2 separate regions of the Mus musculus genome follow, and region 2 is linked to region 1. Evidence: chromatin contacts called from public promoter capture Hi-C data. All regions are on one chromosome and are shown on one strand. Each heading gives the region's core, a stretch centred on a gene start, on an enhancer-like site or on the middle of the called end of the contact. The rest is flanking DNA. Distances are from core to core; before and after follow the strand shown. Region 1 overlaps Farp2 (FERM, RhoGEF and pleckstrin domain protein 2). Region 2 overlaps Bok (BCL2-related ovarian killer).

What was found. Capture Hi-C pulls out chosen DNA fragments and counts their contacts.
Region 2: a promoter capture Hi-C map of liver shows a contact between it and region 1. The contact joins two enhancer-like sites. A contact is called at or near these places in 5 of 39 promoter capture datasets (cranial neural crest, embryonic stem cells, frontonasal cranial neural crest and 2 more), 1 of 115 datasets of contacts at active chromatin or transcription factors (embryonic stem cells) and 3 of 9 other capture datasets (adipose tissue, liver and pancreatic islet).

Annotation. Positions count from the first base shown.
Region 1 is chr1:93,564,108-93,571,926 of GRCm38.p6, forward strand. Farp2 (FERM, RhoGEF and pleckstrin domain protein 2) reads left to right here. Exons shown (of 27, transcript NM_145519.2): 6 at 3,310-3,407; 7 at 4,974-5,088; 8 at 5,766-5,913. Among named protein-coding and RNA genes, the nearest start is that of Gm41920, 28 kb to the left of the region's middle. Within about 2 kb of position 3,789, at least 41 of the 459 cell types and tissues checked have an H3K27ac peak or open chromatin away from gene starts, as enhancers often do. A contact at or near this core is called in liver, where this site is marked.
Region 2 is chr1:93,692,289-93,700,107 of GRCm38.p6, forward strand. It overlaps Bok (BCL2-related ovarian killer), which reads left to right. Exons shown (of 5, transcript NM_016778.3): 4 at 1,772-1,935; 5 at 2,749-3,482. The coding sequence ends at 2,874. Among named protein-coding and RNA genes, the nearest start is that of Bok, 11 kb to the left of the region's middle. Within about 2 kb of position 2,828, at least 36 of the 459 cell types and tissues checked have an H3K27ac peak or open chromatin away from gene starts, as enhancers often do. A contact at or near this core is called in liver, where this site is marked.

The sequences.
Region 1 (7,819 bases), core at 2,539-5,038:
AGCTTTTACAACCTAAGCTAATTAATGTCTTCAGTCTTAAATTATGTGCTCTTCCATGCCCCTGATCCAGAATAGTGTATGTGTGTATGTTTGTGTTGTGGTAACTGTTTGCTAAAAGCAGCCAATAAGTCAGCAGCAATCTTGTGAAATAAATACTCACCATAAATGTTGGCATAACCTATGGATATTTTTGTCTGAGTGAGTTGGGGTTGGTAAAATGACTGCTTTCTGGAAACTTATTAAAGATTTCTGTAAGGAATCCCTCATACCTTTCCTGTGCTGTGTTTCTTGTGTACGTCAATAATTCAACAACAACAGACCACTACAGATAGGCTAGTAACCACAAGTGCAGACAGATAGAAGATACAAGGAGAAAAATGGAGAACTCAATTGGCTTGTTATGGTCAAATTAATACAAAATGGAGTACTTTGTTTTCATTCCTTATTGCAACATCAACATCTGGTACCTCTAAGGTCTTCTTTAGTGCATTTCACCTACCTCCCTCCTCCCCTCTCTCTGTCTGTCTGTCTGTCTCTCTCTCTCTCTCTCTCAGACAAGATCTCTGCTGGGATTAAAAGTGTGAGACACCACCACCCAGCTTAGAACAATTTCAAATCAGTATTCTTTGGGTGGTCTGGATTTATGCATATGAATAAAATTAGTCAAAATTCTACTCACCTAAATATTTATCAACAAAACCTATGTGGGAGATGTATACCATCAGTAGTCCTTATGAACAGAGGAGTGGAGTGAGTAGGGCAGGGTATCAGGAATTACCATTGCTTCTCTAATTACAGGCTGCTTTTCTGCAGAAATTACTGCCAGGGCGTTAACAACAGTCGTGTAGATAGTAAAGATTAGGAAATTTCTTTTTCTAATCTTTTATGCTTATGTGTATTGACTTTTATAATGAGAAATAAAGCCATAACTTTAAATTTTCTCAGGCCTTATGTGCTGGTGCATACCTTTAATCCTAGCAGAGACAAGTAGATTCCTGAGTTTAAGACCAGTGTTCTGGTGTACAGAGCGAGTTCCAGGACTTCCTGGTCTACACAGAGAAACCCTGTCTTGAAAAACTAAAATAAGATAAAAATAAAATGTGCTAAAACCCTTGGGTCAGATGCAGATAAAAGGGAGTAGGATGCTGTTGTAGTGCCCACATGGTCCCGACTGGACCAGGCTCAGAGGAGGGTCACAGTGAACCCCTCTTAAAGGCTTCCTAGATCATGGAACATCCAGAAACTTGTAGAAAGTCAGTTCTGAGATGCGTGAGCTCAGCCCTTAGGTTGTAAAGACTGGGCCACAGTCAGCAAAGCCGTGCTACTGTCAGTGGATGTGAAAGAGAATTGGGAACTTACTGAAATCCAAGAAGTACCATGGGTTCTCTTTTTGAAGGGGATCACTTTTAAATCATATACTCCCAAATTAAACATAATACTCTCTAATTTAGGATCCTGAGTCTGAGAATTAAAGTTCAAGTAGGTTTGAGGCAGTCTGTTTTGGTTTTGCTTTGTTATTAAAAAAGATTCTGGTGGCTAAGGTTGACCTTGAACTCACTGTGTAGCTGGGGATGACCCTGGATTTCTGATCCTCGGCTTCCACTTCCCTGTGGACTGTTAGGTGTTTGTATGTCACTAGAGACAGAGCCCAGGGCTTTGTGCACTTGGTGAGCACTCTACAACACCCCAGCCCTAGGGAGTCACTTACTCCACCTTACTCTCGTTCGGAAGATCTTTTCCCACTTAATGTACTCAAAACTTTATCTGTGGCAAAAGAAGAAAATTTCAAATAAAGTTATGTAAAATAGAAAACAAAAGTTGCTTGTCCTTGCTCATCTATCCACCCCCTAAGGAAGAACTTATGCTCCGTAGAAAGAAATCTCTCTACGCTTTCAGTGCACACAGCATGGCAGACCTTAAGGAGACTGTGTGGCAGAGCAGTATCAGGAGGTGGACCTCAGCAGTCAGGGGAGGCGTTTCACTGCGTACGCTGTTGTTCACCTCTCGGTGCTCCTGTTGAAATATCACAAAGAAATATCATTGCTGACATGCCCTTGTGAACTCTGGGAATATTTCTGTGAAAAGCTTCCGTTCTAAGAGAATATAGGTGCTCCTTTTAGCTATGAGTACACTCCTACAGGAAGAACACAGAGCTTAGCGTGATGTCTGCACAAGGGAGATGTGAAAGTTCATGAATCACTCCATTTTGTTTCTCAAAAAAGAAAGAATAGTAATTTTTAAAATGTAGTAATATAATTTTTTTACTTAAAATATAATTTTTTTAATGTAGTAATATATGTACGAATTTCTGTGTACCACATGTGTGCCTGGTGGCCACCTAGTCATCAGACCCCCTGGAATTAGAGTTAGAGTTGTGAGCCACCATGTGGGTGCAGAGAACTGAACCTTGGTCTTCTATAGCAAGTTCTCTTCTCTTAATTGATGAGCCATCTCTCCATTCCCAAATCTAGTAAACTTTTAATAATACCTTGTACCAAAGTGTAAATTTCTGGGAAGACAGGGAGTTTGTGTTATTCACCACATTTTGTAGCTCCCAGAGCACTACTGAGGAAGAACTTATTGAAGGGATAAATGAAGATATATTTTCCTATTGATTTACTTAGAGACAAGACTTACTATTATGTAGTTCTGGCTGTCCTGGAACTCACTATTCAGACCTGGCTGACCTTGAACTCACAGAGATCCACCTGCCTCTGCCTCTGGAGTGCTGGAAGGGGTGTGCCATCATGTTTGGGCTCATAAATGCTTTCAGGTTCCCTTCTGTAGTTACATTTTTGCTAGTGGTATTTTAAAGTGTTTGTGTCTTAAATTCCAACCAAGACAAAATATTATCAATCTGCTTGAAAGTATCTCAGGTACATTTGAAACTGTCTTAATTGTGCATTTCTGTTCTTTCATCCAAAACTGTGAGTGCAACTCTGTAATGTGAATTTATGAACTTGTTAAAGGTATTGCCTTGGAGAGTGTGGTTGTGTGGGTCAGTGGTATGCCTGAGAAGGCTAATTTCTCTATCCTGTTGTCAGACAGAAGTCCTTCTGTGTACTGTGTGTGCTCTGACGTGCATGGCTCAGGCTGATGAAGAGATCTGTGTTCTGACCTTTGGTGTCTGCTTGTTTTGTGAAAGGGCTTTTGTGACGTTGCCTGCTCTTGGAGGGAGGGCCCTGCATTTTGCTCAGTGTTGAGTGTTGCTGCTTCCCAGAGCTTGTGTGCTCTCTTATAGAGGTATGTCTGTACTATGTCCAGAGAACTTTTGGAGTTGATCTGCTCTTGCTTCGAACTTCTTTCTAGGTACCTGTTTGCCTTGCAACTCAAGAGAGACCTCCTGGAGGAACGCCTGACCTGCACGGCCAACACTGCAGCCCTTCTCATATCCCACCTTCTGCAGTGTTAGTATCTTCACATGGAGAGAAGCTCGGAGAGGCCCGGTCCTGGGCTCATGCTCTGCAGAGCTGCCATTAGTTGATGTGCTCCTGAGTAATTGACACGCCTGGTTGTTAAAGAAATGGACGTGTCCTTAGATGTGTAGGAGGAAAGCTAACATTTGTAATGTACAATAATAGCTCTGCATATAGACTCAAGTTACATTCATTCTTTAGAGTTGTCTCTCGCTGCCTGTGCTTCCTCGTTTCCCTTCCAAGTGCTGGGAGAGAACACAGAGCCTTGTACATGCTAGGCAGACATTCTGCCACTGAACCACAGACCTAGCCCTTGGGTGTTGTGTTGGCTTTGTTTGTGTTTTTAAGCAGCTCGGCCTGGCCTTGAACTCACTGTGTGTCCCCGACTGAACTCTGCCTCAATGCCCTATCTACCCTTATCTACCTTAACAGCAAACCGTATCCAACCCCAGTTAGGCTGTAAATCAGACTCAGTACACCCAGGAAAGGGCCTCCAGAGAGTAAGTTACAGCCCGTGCTGTCTAAACATTAACAGTAAAGGGAAGAGAACTCAGGCCTTTAGTATCGTTTATGAAACAAAAGATGATAAAGATATAAAAACTAAACTTACTTCAGAAATAAACTGTGAGAAGTATAGCAAGAGATTCTAAGATATGGGTGCATGCTTACAGGACTTATGAAGCTATCATAAGGAGAGAAAGGGAAGGACACACCATGTCTAAACTCATGATGAGGCCATATCAGTGTGGTTATTATGTGCAGCAAAACATTCATACACGGGCTGGTGAGATGGCTCAGTGGGTAAGAGCACTGACTGCTCTTTCAAAGGTCCTGAGTTCAAATCCCAGCAACCACGTGGTGGTTCAAAACCACCCATAATGAGATCTCTTCTGGTGCATCTGAAGCCAGCTACAGTGTACTTATTTATAATAAATAAATCTTTAAAAAAAACATTCATACACATAAAATAAAAATAAATCTTTTTAAAAATTCAGAAAACTAGGAAGTTTTTTAAGAGTTGAAAAGCACTGAGGAGAGGAAGAAAGATTTAGCGTGTGTTTTCTAATGCAAAGTAATGATTCTGGTCATAGCACCCATGGAACAATTGATGTGTAAACTGGTTTTTAATAGTAAGCCAGGGCTAGAGAGCCACCTCAGGGGCTAAGAGCACTTGCTGTTCATGTGTCCTCGGGCTGTTCCTAGCACTCACATGGTGGCTCACAACCTTCTGCCACTCCAGTCCCAGGCATACAATGCTTTCTTCTGACTTCCTTAAGCTCTGCGTGTACATGGTGCTTGTATGTGGTACATTCCATGCAAGCAAAACACTCACCATAAAATGTTTAAAAATTGTTTAAAAAGTAAAATAAAGACAGTAAGTCATTATACTCAGGGTTCACTATAAACACTCATCAGAATTTTTGAACTTGAGGGAAAATCTCAAACCTTTTCGTGATTACCTCTGAACAGCACATTTAGAAAAATAAAATATAAAACATTTGCATGCACACATACCATTTATTTCAAAACCCAAGTGACAACTTCGTCTCTTCTCAGCGGAAATCGGAGATTATGATGAAACCCTGGATCGAGAACACCTCAAAGCCAATGAATACTTGCCCAACCAGGAGAAATCTCTAGAAAAGATACTAGACTTCCATCAGAGGCACACGTAAGTCGGGATGAGGGAATGTAGGTGTAGCTACATTGAAGATGTTTGACCAGGAGCTGCTGCTGTTAAGGCTTTTGCAGAATTTGAACTGAAGTAACAGTGGTTGTTCTCTGATCAGAGAACACTCAACAGCCCAGTGTGGCTCTAACAGAGTAAGGAGGGGGAAATCCCCCAATCAGGCTTCAGACATTGGGCATGGGGGAGCCTTTCCTTCTCCCAGATGTGACTTCCTGTGAGCATCTCTTTCCTGCAGGCTGCCTAATGAGATGTTGGCCACATTCACTTCTGTTTTCTGAGATTGTAGTGTGGCCTATGGACACATACATCGCATGTTACATGTTAGGAGACCTATACGTGGATAAACCAAGTTGTTTTGCAATGATAATAAAGATACCAGTATCATTTATGACATTTCCTCCAGCTTACTATTTGGTAGCTAGATGTGTTTGCATATAACTTCAAGTAAGTTATATGCAAACTGACCACTTAGTGAATTTAAATGAAACATTATACCCTTTGCATGCATAGAAGTGAACCATCTGCCTTCTAAAAACAAAGTCTTCCACTTTGGTTTATTGGCTGCTTTATCTAACTGTTTTCCTGACTTAATTTTTAATGTGCTTTGACTCTTTTTTACACTCCAAGTATTTTGATATGTCAAATGTCCTCCTGTGCAGGGGCCAGACTCCTGCAGAGTCAGATTTCCAGGTGCTTGAGATTGCAAGGAAGCTGGAAATGTATGGCATCAGGTTTCACATGGCTTCTGACAGAGAAGGGACCAAGATTAATCTAGCAGTTTCTCACATGGGTGTCCTGGTGTTCCAGGTAGGTGGATGGGCAGGAAGGGACATAGTAGGCCATCCTAGTGCATGGTGGGTTGATACAGTTTGTTGTTTCTATATTTGTTAGTAGATTTTTGTTGTGATAAGTGAGTGGTATGTGTGGAAGAGAATCTTGGCATATAACCTGATCTGACCTCTTACAATGAAGAAGCTGCTTTCCTGTCTCTCTCTGCTACAGTAAAACTCTGCTCACTGTCCTGGAACTCATGACCCCCCACCCCACCCCCACCCTCCACCCCCCACGCCCCAGGACTGACCATTGCCCAAGGGATCCATTCCCTTCTCAGTGTTTATTCTAATGTTGAACAAGAGCCACCCCCTAGAGTCTTAAACTGGGGCTCAGAATCTTGTCTCCAGGGCTGTGAACAATCTAGGGGTAACAGCTCTGCTAGCCTATGAGAGCTTTTGATGACAGGGGGCTGAATTAGATACAGGGAGCCTGATAACAGAAAGTCAGGCCTTTCTGTATGAAGAGCAGTTACAGCCCAGCTGGCAGACCCAGGGAAAGCAGTACAGGGGTGTCCCCCTCAGTAGTATGTGCCAGAGGTTAGAATCAAGGCACCTCCCTGAAAATGGGCCAGATTGACAGGAAACTGGAGGCTCCTCTGAAAAGCCCGACTCCTGGCACCCATAGGTACTGATGCCAGTACCTGCAGCAGCAATACTAGTGTGGTAGCTTCTATGAGAACCTGAGGACTGGGAGAGATAGCACAGAGAACCCATTTGTCCTGAACCTGGACTCACCTTTGTCAACACTTGAGTGCACTCAGTCCCTGTTCTGCCACAGTGTCTTCTGAAGCACAGGAGGGTAAGTGGTGGGGCTGAGTCAGACTGTCCCCTGCAGCTGACTATGATTTGTCTTGTGCTCTAGCAGGGGTGTGATTTGGCCGGACAAGTATAGTTCTGTGATTGTGTGATGTTTGGAATTCTAGGGACTTTTTAGAGGGTATGTAAATGCTAGAGCCCCAATAGGAAGGTTGTTGGTTGGTTGTTGGTGGATTGTTGGTTGTTGTTGGTTGCAGTTTGTTAAGTAGTTGCGCACAAAGAAGAAACCACAACAAGAAATTAGATATCCTGCCAGCAAAGATCAAATTTCCCCCAAGGAACTCAATTCCCCATCAGCAGGAAGTAGGCTAATGATAACTGAAAGAACCTAGTGGGGAAACCCCCACTCAATTCCCGATTCAGCGTGCACCCAAGAATCACAAACAGACTGTCTTGATGTAAATACACGAGGTAGTTTAATGGCAGAGCTCCAGTTCGAAACATGGATTCGACCCCAGGCTTGAAAGCTAGGGGTTTTTATAGAAAAGGGTCTGGGGCTGGGGGAGGAATTGGCGTGGTTTCATATGATTGGTTCATTTAAACATCAGCAGGGAGGAATTGGCGCAGTTTCACATGATTGGTCCATTTAAACATCAGCAGACTGTACATGCAGATAACATTTAACTTAGGTCAGAAGGGCGGGAGATAGGGAGGCGCTGGGCCAGTCCGGTCATGTCATTCTCTTTATCTTTATGGCCAAGCAGCCTCAGGAATGTCTTAAAGGCGGGCCTGCCCGGGCATGTCCTGGCCTGTTCTGCTATGTTCTCAGCCCCAGGTTTCAAAGCTCACAAACAACTCTTTGGGCTATTTGACATAAATTACATGAATGACAGGTCTCAAGTTTTATTTTCTTTCAATAACGTCATCCCTTTTTCTCCCCTGATTTTATTCAGGGAGTTCTTTCCTTTCCCTTTTATCCTTTTTTCCCTCCTATCTAGTGTTAGGGGCCCGAAAGGTGGAAGAAAAGGAGTGGAGAAGGGTGGAAGAAAGAACAACCTACAACGTAGTTAAAAAAAAACAGCAACAAAGAGACATCTATCCTCATTCCTCAGACCTTTATATGC
Region 2 (7,819 bases), core at 1,578-4,077, 130 kb after region 1:
TGTCCTCCAAACTGTCTGCTGAGTGTGTGTGTGTGTGTGTGTGTGTGTAGCTGAACCTTTATCTCTCATCTTCACAAGTGTGTGTGTGTGTGTGTGCGCTCGCGCAGAGGTACGTGTGTAGGTAGAGGTTAATGGTGAGTAGTATCTTTTTCCAATTATTTGAGATTAGGCCAGAAAGCCCCAAGGATCCTTCTGTCTCCATCATCCTTGCCCCTTGGGATTACAGGTGCATGCCAGCATGCCAGGCTTTTTACATGGGGCAGGGGATCTGAACTCTGGTCCTTCATGCTTGCATAGCAAACACTTTACTGCCTATCTCACCAACCCCTGAAGCTTTTTAGTATTGGTAGGCCACAATAATGCAATAATGTATCTTCTCGTGCCATTAACAACAGGAAATAGATTTAATTTTTAGATGCTTAACTGTGTTATCTGTACCTTTCTGGCTTCTTGCTTCAGCTCCCTCATACTGGGATTACCGGGGTACACACGCCGACCCCGTCTTTTTAAGACACCTATTTATTTTTTACTTACGTGTATGTTTGTACCTGTGTGTGGATATCGCCCGTGCCCTCGGAGGTCAGAGGCATCAGATCTGCTTGCAGCTGGAGTCCCAGCAGTTCTGAGCTGATTGTTGGTCTTGGGAACTGGACTTGGTCCTCTGGCCTCTAACTCCCAAGCCATATCTCCGCTCCCTGATTTGAGATAAGAACTTCTGTAGTCCAGGCCGGGCCTGGAGGCTACACAGCTGAGCCTGACCTTGATTGAAATCCTGATTCTTCTGCAAAAGTGTTTTGATTATGCCAGGACTTTACTCTTGTTTTCTGGCAGTACTAGTAACAGAATACAAAATTTCTCTATTTTTTTCCCCATTTTCATGTGTGTATGCATGTCTATGGTCACATATGTAGGCATGTCCTTATGGAGGCCCAAGGTTGATGTTGGCCATTATCTTCAATTACTCTTCTGATTTACAGAGGTAGAATTTCTCAGTGATAGGCAGAGCTTGCCGATATGGCTAGTCTTGCTAACCAGTTTGCTCTGAGGATCCTGTCTCTGCCTTCCAAGGCTTTTACGGGGGGGTGGGCTGCCATACCCACCCAGAATTTATATGGGTTCTGGGGATCTGAACTCTGGGTCTCAGGCTTGCACAGACTACTTTAACTCCGGAGCTAACTCTCCAAGTTCTAAATTCCTGTATATTAAGGTGCTGCATATAATCCCCTCCCTTGTTTAAACTATCGTATTTCTGGGTTTTAGTTATACCTGCCAGCAGGTCCACGGTCTGGGGAAAAGCCCTCTTGTGGGTGGGTCTTGGCTTGTTTTGTTTTGTTTTGTTTTAATAAAACAAGTACAGGATATGCTCTGACCTAGTGCCCTAAGATCAAGGTTCAGAGTTGCAGACAAAACAGGGTTAGACACACCCTTGAAGTTGCCTGTTATTCTGAGTCAGTCAGGGCTGAGTTACACTGCTTTCTTGTGGACACCTTTATCAGATGGGTAAAGCTGGTCTCACCCTAGACTCCAGCGGGTCTGCATTGGAAGCTGGGACTCTCCATCTATCTAAGAACTGCCTGAGAAGGGAACAATCTGACCTGCTGGAGACTATGGCCATGCTGTAGCCAAGTGTCCTGAGGTGGTGGTGGCCTGTAGGGGGTTCCTAGCACCAGCTGATGGCAGGCAAGAAAGTAGCTCAGAGAAGCTCAGCTTTTCATGTTAGCCTGTGGGCTGGGCGCTGGCTTGGATCTGATCAACAACTCTCTCTCTCTAGGTATCACATGGGGCAAGGTAGTGTCCCTGTATTCCGTGGCCGCGGGGCTAGCGGTGGACTGTGTCCGGCAGGCTCAGCCTGCCATGGTTCATGCCCTGGTTGACTGCCTGGGGGAGTTTGTACGCAAGACCTTGGCTACCTGGCTTCGGAGGCGTGGTGGATGGGTGAGCCTGAGAATTGGCAGGGCTGTGGGGTGGCGGTGCTGGGAAGCAGAAGGGTGGGGTGGGATGGAAGATGGGAGCAAGGGCCTCAGAACTCAGGGTTGCTGGGAGACATAGGCAGGTGTTGGCTCTTCTGTGTCTGCACTGACATGTTTCCTGACCCCAAACTCGTGTTTCCATGATGCTCTCAGAGGTGCTTAGCAGAAAAAGGTCAATGGTAGTCCTTTTAGTATTGCCCAAAGCACCCTCACTTTCCTCTCGAGAGCCCCACTTTCCTGCATTCTTTTTTTTTTTTTTTTTTTTTTTTTTTTTTTTTTTTTTGGTTTTTCTGAGACAGGGTTTCTCTGTGTAGCCCTGGCTGTCCTGGAACTCACTCTGTAGACCAGGCTGGCCTTGAACTCAGAAATCTGCCTGCCTCTGCCTCCCAAGTGCTGGGATTAAAGGCGTGCGCCACCACGCCCAGCTCCTTTCCTGCATTCTTAAGAAGACCTAGAGGTGGGGTATCAGGATCCATGCCTGACTGCCTACGTGGCTGGCCAAATCCAAGATGCTTTTGGGTACTGGGCACAGAGGATGGGCTCTACCCAGAAGCCTCTGTTTTCACCTATAATATGGGTAGGCAAGGATGTCACACTTGACACTGTTCCCTACCTAGCTCTCAGGTGTCCTGCTCAGGTTTTGGTCCAGATGGACCCACAGCATCCGTTCCCAAACACCTATGTAAGTTCCCTCTGTGACTTGGTAGACATTTTTCTAGTGCAGGATACTAGAGGCCTTGGGTGTCTGGCGTTGCTAACTATCACTTTTATCTTCCAGACGGATGTCCTCAAGTGTGTGGTCAGCACAGATCCTGGCTTCCGCTCCCACTGGCTCGTGGCCACGCTCTGCAGCTTTGGCCGCTTCCTGAAGGCAGCATTCTTCCTGTTGTTGCCAGAGAGATGAGCTGGCCACCAGGGCAGGGGCCACTCCTAGGGTCCCTGGGCCCAATCCAAGGGGCCTCCAGTACCTACAAAGCACCTCCCTCACTCAAATTGGGAGCATTTAGCCCCTGGGGCCCTGTCCCAAACCCATTCCTTTGTGGACCCTGGCCTCTGAGAGAGGAGTGTGGAGAAAGCCAGAGTCTGGAGCTGGCCTCTGTGACTGCTCTAGCTCTTCTCCTGGAACTCCTGCCAGAAAGTCAGGGTCGGTGTCCAGCCCTAGAGAAAGGGACCTGTGAATACTTTCACTCGATTTCCCAGGCCCCACCCAAGGAAGGGGCCTTCCCCAGACATGAGCTGGCCTCAGTCTTTGTGGAAAGCAGGTCCTGTACATTTGACCTGAAGGGGACTCTGGCTAATGCAGGAGAAGCCAGGGATGCAGAGTAAGAGAGCTTCTTGCTTAGGCTATTTCTAGATGAAGAAGGTATCCCTAAGCCACGATGGGTCCTTCATGGCAGGAACCAGAGAGGTAGGGCTCTAGGCTAGTTCACCTGACCAATGAACAAGAGATCCTGTGGATGAGGGGGTCTGTATAAGTTATACTCCAATAAAGCTTTACCTAGTGAAGTGTGAGACTCTACTCTGCTTTCTTTCTGTCTGTCCTCACAGGACTGCCTGCCAAATATCGCCTGCTCTAGGAGTTCAGAATCTGGGCAAGTCCAGTCCTTCCCTACAAGTTCAACACCCTTCCCTACCTGCTGTGTCCTGAATAGCTTTGGATTTGGTCTCCCTAGGGACCGTGAGGGAATAAAGAAAGAACACACACAGTCACATGTGTAGAACAGTTGCAGCCAGGCGTGGTGGCGCACGCCTTTAATCCCAGCACTTGGGAGGCAGAGGCAGGTGGATTTCTGAGTTTGAGGCCAGTCTGGTCTACAGAGTGAGTTCCAGGACAGCCAGGGCGATAGAGAAACCCTGTATGGAAAAAAACAAAAATGAAACAAAAATGTGTATAACAGTTGCGGTTAGGTGGGATGTGCCCACTCTGACGGCCCTGCAGCAACCTGGAACCTCAGCACAGTTATTATGTATAGCATGGAGGGGGGGGGTAGCTAGCCTTAGTAGATGTCTATAGGTACAGTCTCAGGCTGTAATCATCTTGAGGAGGAAGCTGCAGTCGCTAGTTTTTTGTATGCACTGGTCAATCATTCATAAATGCTCATACATGCCCATCCTGCCAATAGCCATTCAGACCAAAGGAGGGCTTTACCTGCCTATGGGTCTGAGGCATTGGCTCCTTGACACGGTCATGCCTACATCAAACGGTCCACATTCACTCAGGCCTGTATCTTCTCCTTATACATTCACTAGGCTCCCAAAAGCCAGCCTTTCCTGATGTCTAAGTCAGGCAATGGGAGTGTTTGGGAGACCCAGCCAGCCCTGTAGCACTGGAGGTATGTGCTGGCTGACTATGCCCAGTCTGTCTGTGTTTCTTTTTGACTTGACCTAGCCTAGCAGCTTGCCCCCTGCCAGGCTGTGTGTGTTGGGGTGTGCTGTGTCAAACTGAGGGAAGCCCTGTAGTTATATGGGGTTCACATCCCTGTGGAGGTCAAAGAGGCAATGAGCCCTTTGCTGTAGGCTGAGCCACTTGAGGATGTCTGGCAGCCCATTTTAGAAACTTTAGAGATATGAAAGCTTTGTCTGGTGACACTTGAGGGTAGGGTTCTGATTTTGGTTCTCCAGTCGGCCTGTCCTAACAGTAGAGAGCTCTGTGTTAGTCTAGGGAATGACGTAGCAATAGAGATATTCAAAATATAGGGAAGGCCAGGTTCATTTGGAGACTGTTCAAATGGAATTCCATGCAAATAGTGGGGTGCTCCTAACTACACTGGACAATGTGGGGAAAGAAAATGGTGGACATGGTTTCAAATTCCAAGCTCTAGCATTCTATAAAAGTGCTCAGAGCAAATAGAGACTCTATCTTCCTCAGCCACAGAGTTGAGGTTGCTGAGCATGCAGCCCAGAGCCGCTCCTCACTAGCGCCTGGACGTGGCACAGGCTGAACTGGTCTCATGGGGATCTCTTGTTAAAAGGGTCGGCAGGAGCTGGGGTGAATTTCATGGAAGGCCATGAGGAAGCTGGGGACACTGGGCCTAATGAGGGGTCCTAGCCCACAGAAACAGCTCCTCACAGCTGCAAGTCTCTCCCTCTGAGGAGAGGGAGCCCCACCACAGGAGATGACTACCAGCATTTGGTGAGGGCCTCCCAGAAATCCTCACTCCCACCCCAACTGCTATTTATGGACACAAGTCCCTGTAGGACCCCAGAGGGTAGGGGACAGGAAGTGCATTGTCTCTGAAGAATTTTTACTGTCTTATTTATGCAAACTGATGGGAACTGTGTGGAAATGGCTATCAAGTCGGGGAGGAGTGCGTGGGGTCAGGCTGAGCCATTGACAGGGCTCACCAAGCAGATGCCTTCAGTGTTACAGCTGGAGGTGGGAGAGGAAGTAGGACTGGCTGGCTGAACGGCTGAAGCACAGGCCTGCTGGTCACTGTGAATTAGCTAAAGATTTCCAATGTGTTGCTGTGTTTTTGAGACAGATCCTCTCTATGTAGTCCTGGCTATTCAGATTCTCAGTGTGTACAGTAGGCTAGCTTCAAACTCAAAGATCCTCCTGCCTCATCTTTCTGAGTGCAGGGTTCAAAGTGCACCACAACACCGAGTTTAGCTAGAGACATAGTGGAGAAGAGACTCACAGACCTTGTGTAAATGCTGAGGTCGGTGTCTCCTAGCCTGCTGCTGCCCGCTCTTACCAGATCACCCCACTACCCCACCTTGCTACCTCACAGGAGTCGGCCTTTCTCTGTAGGCCCACAATATATCTGCCTCCAGGCTGACTTTACTATAGTGGAGTCTCGGGCAGGACCCACTGTTTTCTTTTTTCTTTTTCAATTTTTTATTATTTTCTTCATTTACATTTCAAATGCTATCCTGAAAGTCCCCTATACCACCCCCGCCAGCCCTGCTCCCCAACCCACTCACTCTCAATTCCCGGCCCCAGCATTCCCCTGTACTGGGGCATAAGATCTTCGCAAGACTAAGGGCCTCTCCTCCCATTGATGGCCGACTAGGCCAACCTCTGCTACATAGGCAACTAGAGACACAGTTCTGGGGGGTACTGGTTAGTTCATATTGTTGTTCCTCCTATAGGGTTGCCAACCCCGTTAGCTCCTTGGGTACTTTCTCTAGCTCCTCCATTGGGGGCCCTGTGTTCCATCCTACAGTGGATGACTGTGAGCATCCACTTCTGTATTTGCCAGGCACTGGCATAGCCTTACAAGAGACAGTATATCAGGGGACCCACTGTTTCCTAATGCAGGAGTATCCCCAAGACTCAGGCTATAGGATGGTGCTAGAACTAAAGGCCTCTGAGCCTTGGTTTTCCTTGCTATACAATAAGGTTGGGGCTGAGAACTGAGATGTCTTCTAGCCATCTGGCTTCCTGATGAGTCACAAATTCCATGGACCCAAGGTTTCAGTGCCCGAGGTTCTGATGGCCCCTTATAACATATCTATCTCACCTCATGCTTGCCTGCCACCCACCTCTAGGTCCTGCTGTTCTCCCTGCTCCTTCCTTCCTATAAAGTCCTACTCACTTACCCAAAGCTCCCAGCCCCAAGAGGGTATCCTAGAAGGCTCTGGGTGGCTGTGTGAGCTCTGCCTTAGGGTGGAACCCTTGTATGTGACCATCACCCAGTGTGGCCCTGGCACACTGGTGGACAGCAGGTGGAAGGACATGGGGATGGAAGGGGGGGAAGAGACAATGTGCTGTGTGGGTGGTCTTGCCTCTGCAGCCTTCTGTCCCTGGATCTGTCCTTTGGTTTATTTCCAACACAAGAAAATAAATGTTCAATGCTTAGAACCCAAAAAAGCATAGGGCTTAAAGTGGTGCAGAGATCAGAAAGCCCATATAAAGGAAGTTCTAACAACACCTTAAGGACACAGGATAGCAGGACAGAGAGAAGGCTGGCAGGGGACCCTCGGACAGGACAACCCCCCCCCCAGGCATCCATAAACCCCATGTATGCCTTGTAAAGCAAGACGTTTTCTACCTTATTCAGAACAAGTTAATTATAGAATTCATGAAACAGGGGGCGAGGGAGAGAGTGCACACAAACTCAGGAGTGGGTGAGCCAGCATATGTGCCAGGAAACACTCCCGCCCCCAGGGAAGGGAAATGGGACAGAATAGTCCTGCTTGCTCCTGTTCAGCCATGAGCACCAGCACAGAAGGAGGATGCTGGAAGGCCAGGGATGCAGACAACCCAGGCTCAGATGTCAGTGTCTACCAAAGTCCAGTCTGAGAAAAGTGTCACTCATGCCTGGAGATCTGCACTGACCTTCCTGCACCAAGACCACTGGCCAGCACAGCCAAGGCCAGTGTAAAACATGGGCAATACTAGAAGAAAAAATCTGTCAACTCCTTTGTAACTGAGGAATGAGCAAAATGATCCTAAGTATGATTTTAGACCTAATAATCAAGACAAAATTCATATGGAAACAGAACGCAGGTACCATTTAACATTCGCCAAGACGGTGCTAATAGTACAGGGTTGTCTGATGGGGAGGAGGAGCAGGATGTGGGGACGTGGGCTTTACAGGTTACAGTTTTGGGAAGTAGAGGTGACAGCTGCGCACCGTGACTATACTACATGACTACTATACTACTGGGTTGCATATTTTAAGATTAAGACATTGAGTTTTGTGCTGCATGCATTTCATATGAATAAAAAATTGTGATTGAAAAGTGAGATGAGGATTAATATTCCTAATTCAAAGGAGTTTGTGAACTTAAGTCAAGAAGAAAATCAAAATACAAGAGAAATACAAACCCAAATTACCCATTTCCCACCTCTCATTAATCTAAATCTAAGTTCAATACCAGTCTCTACCGTTCTTGGGGGCGGG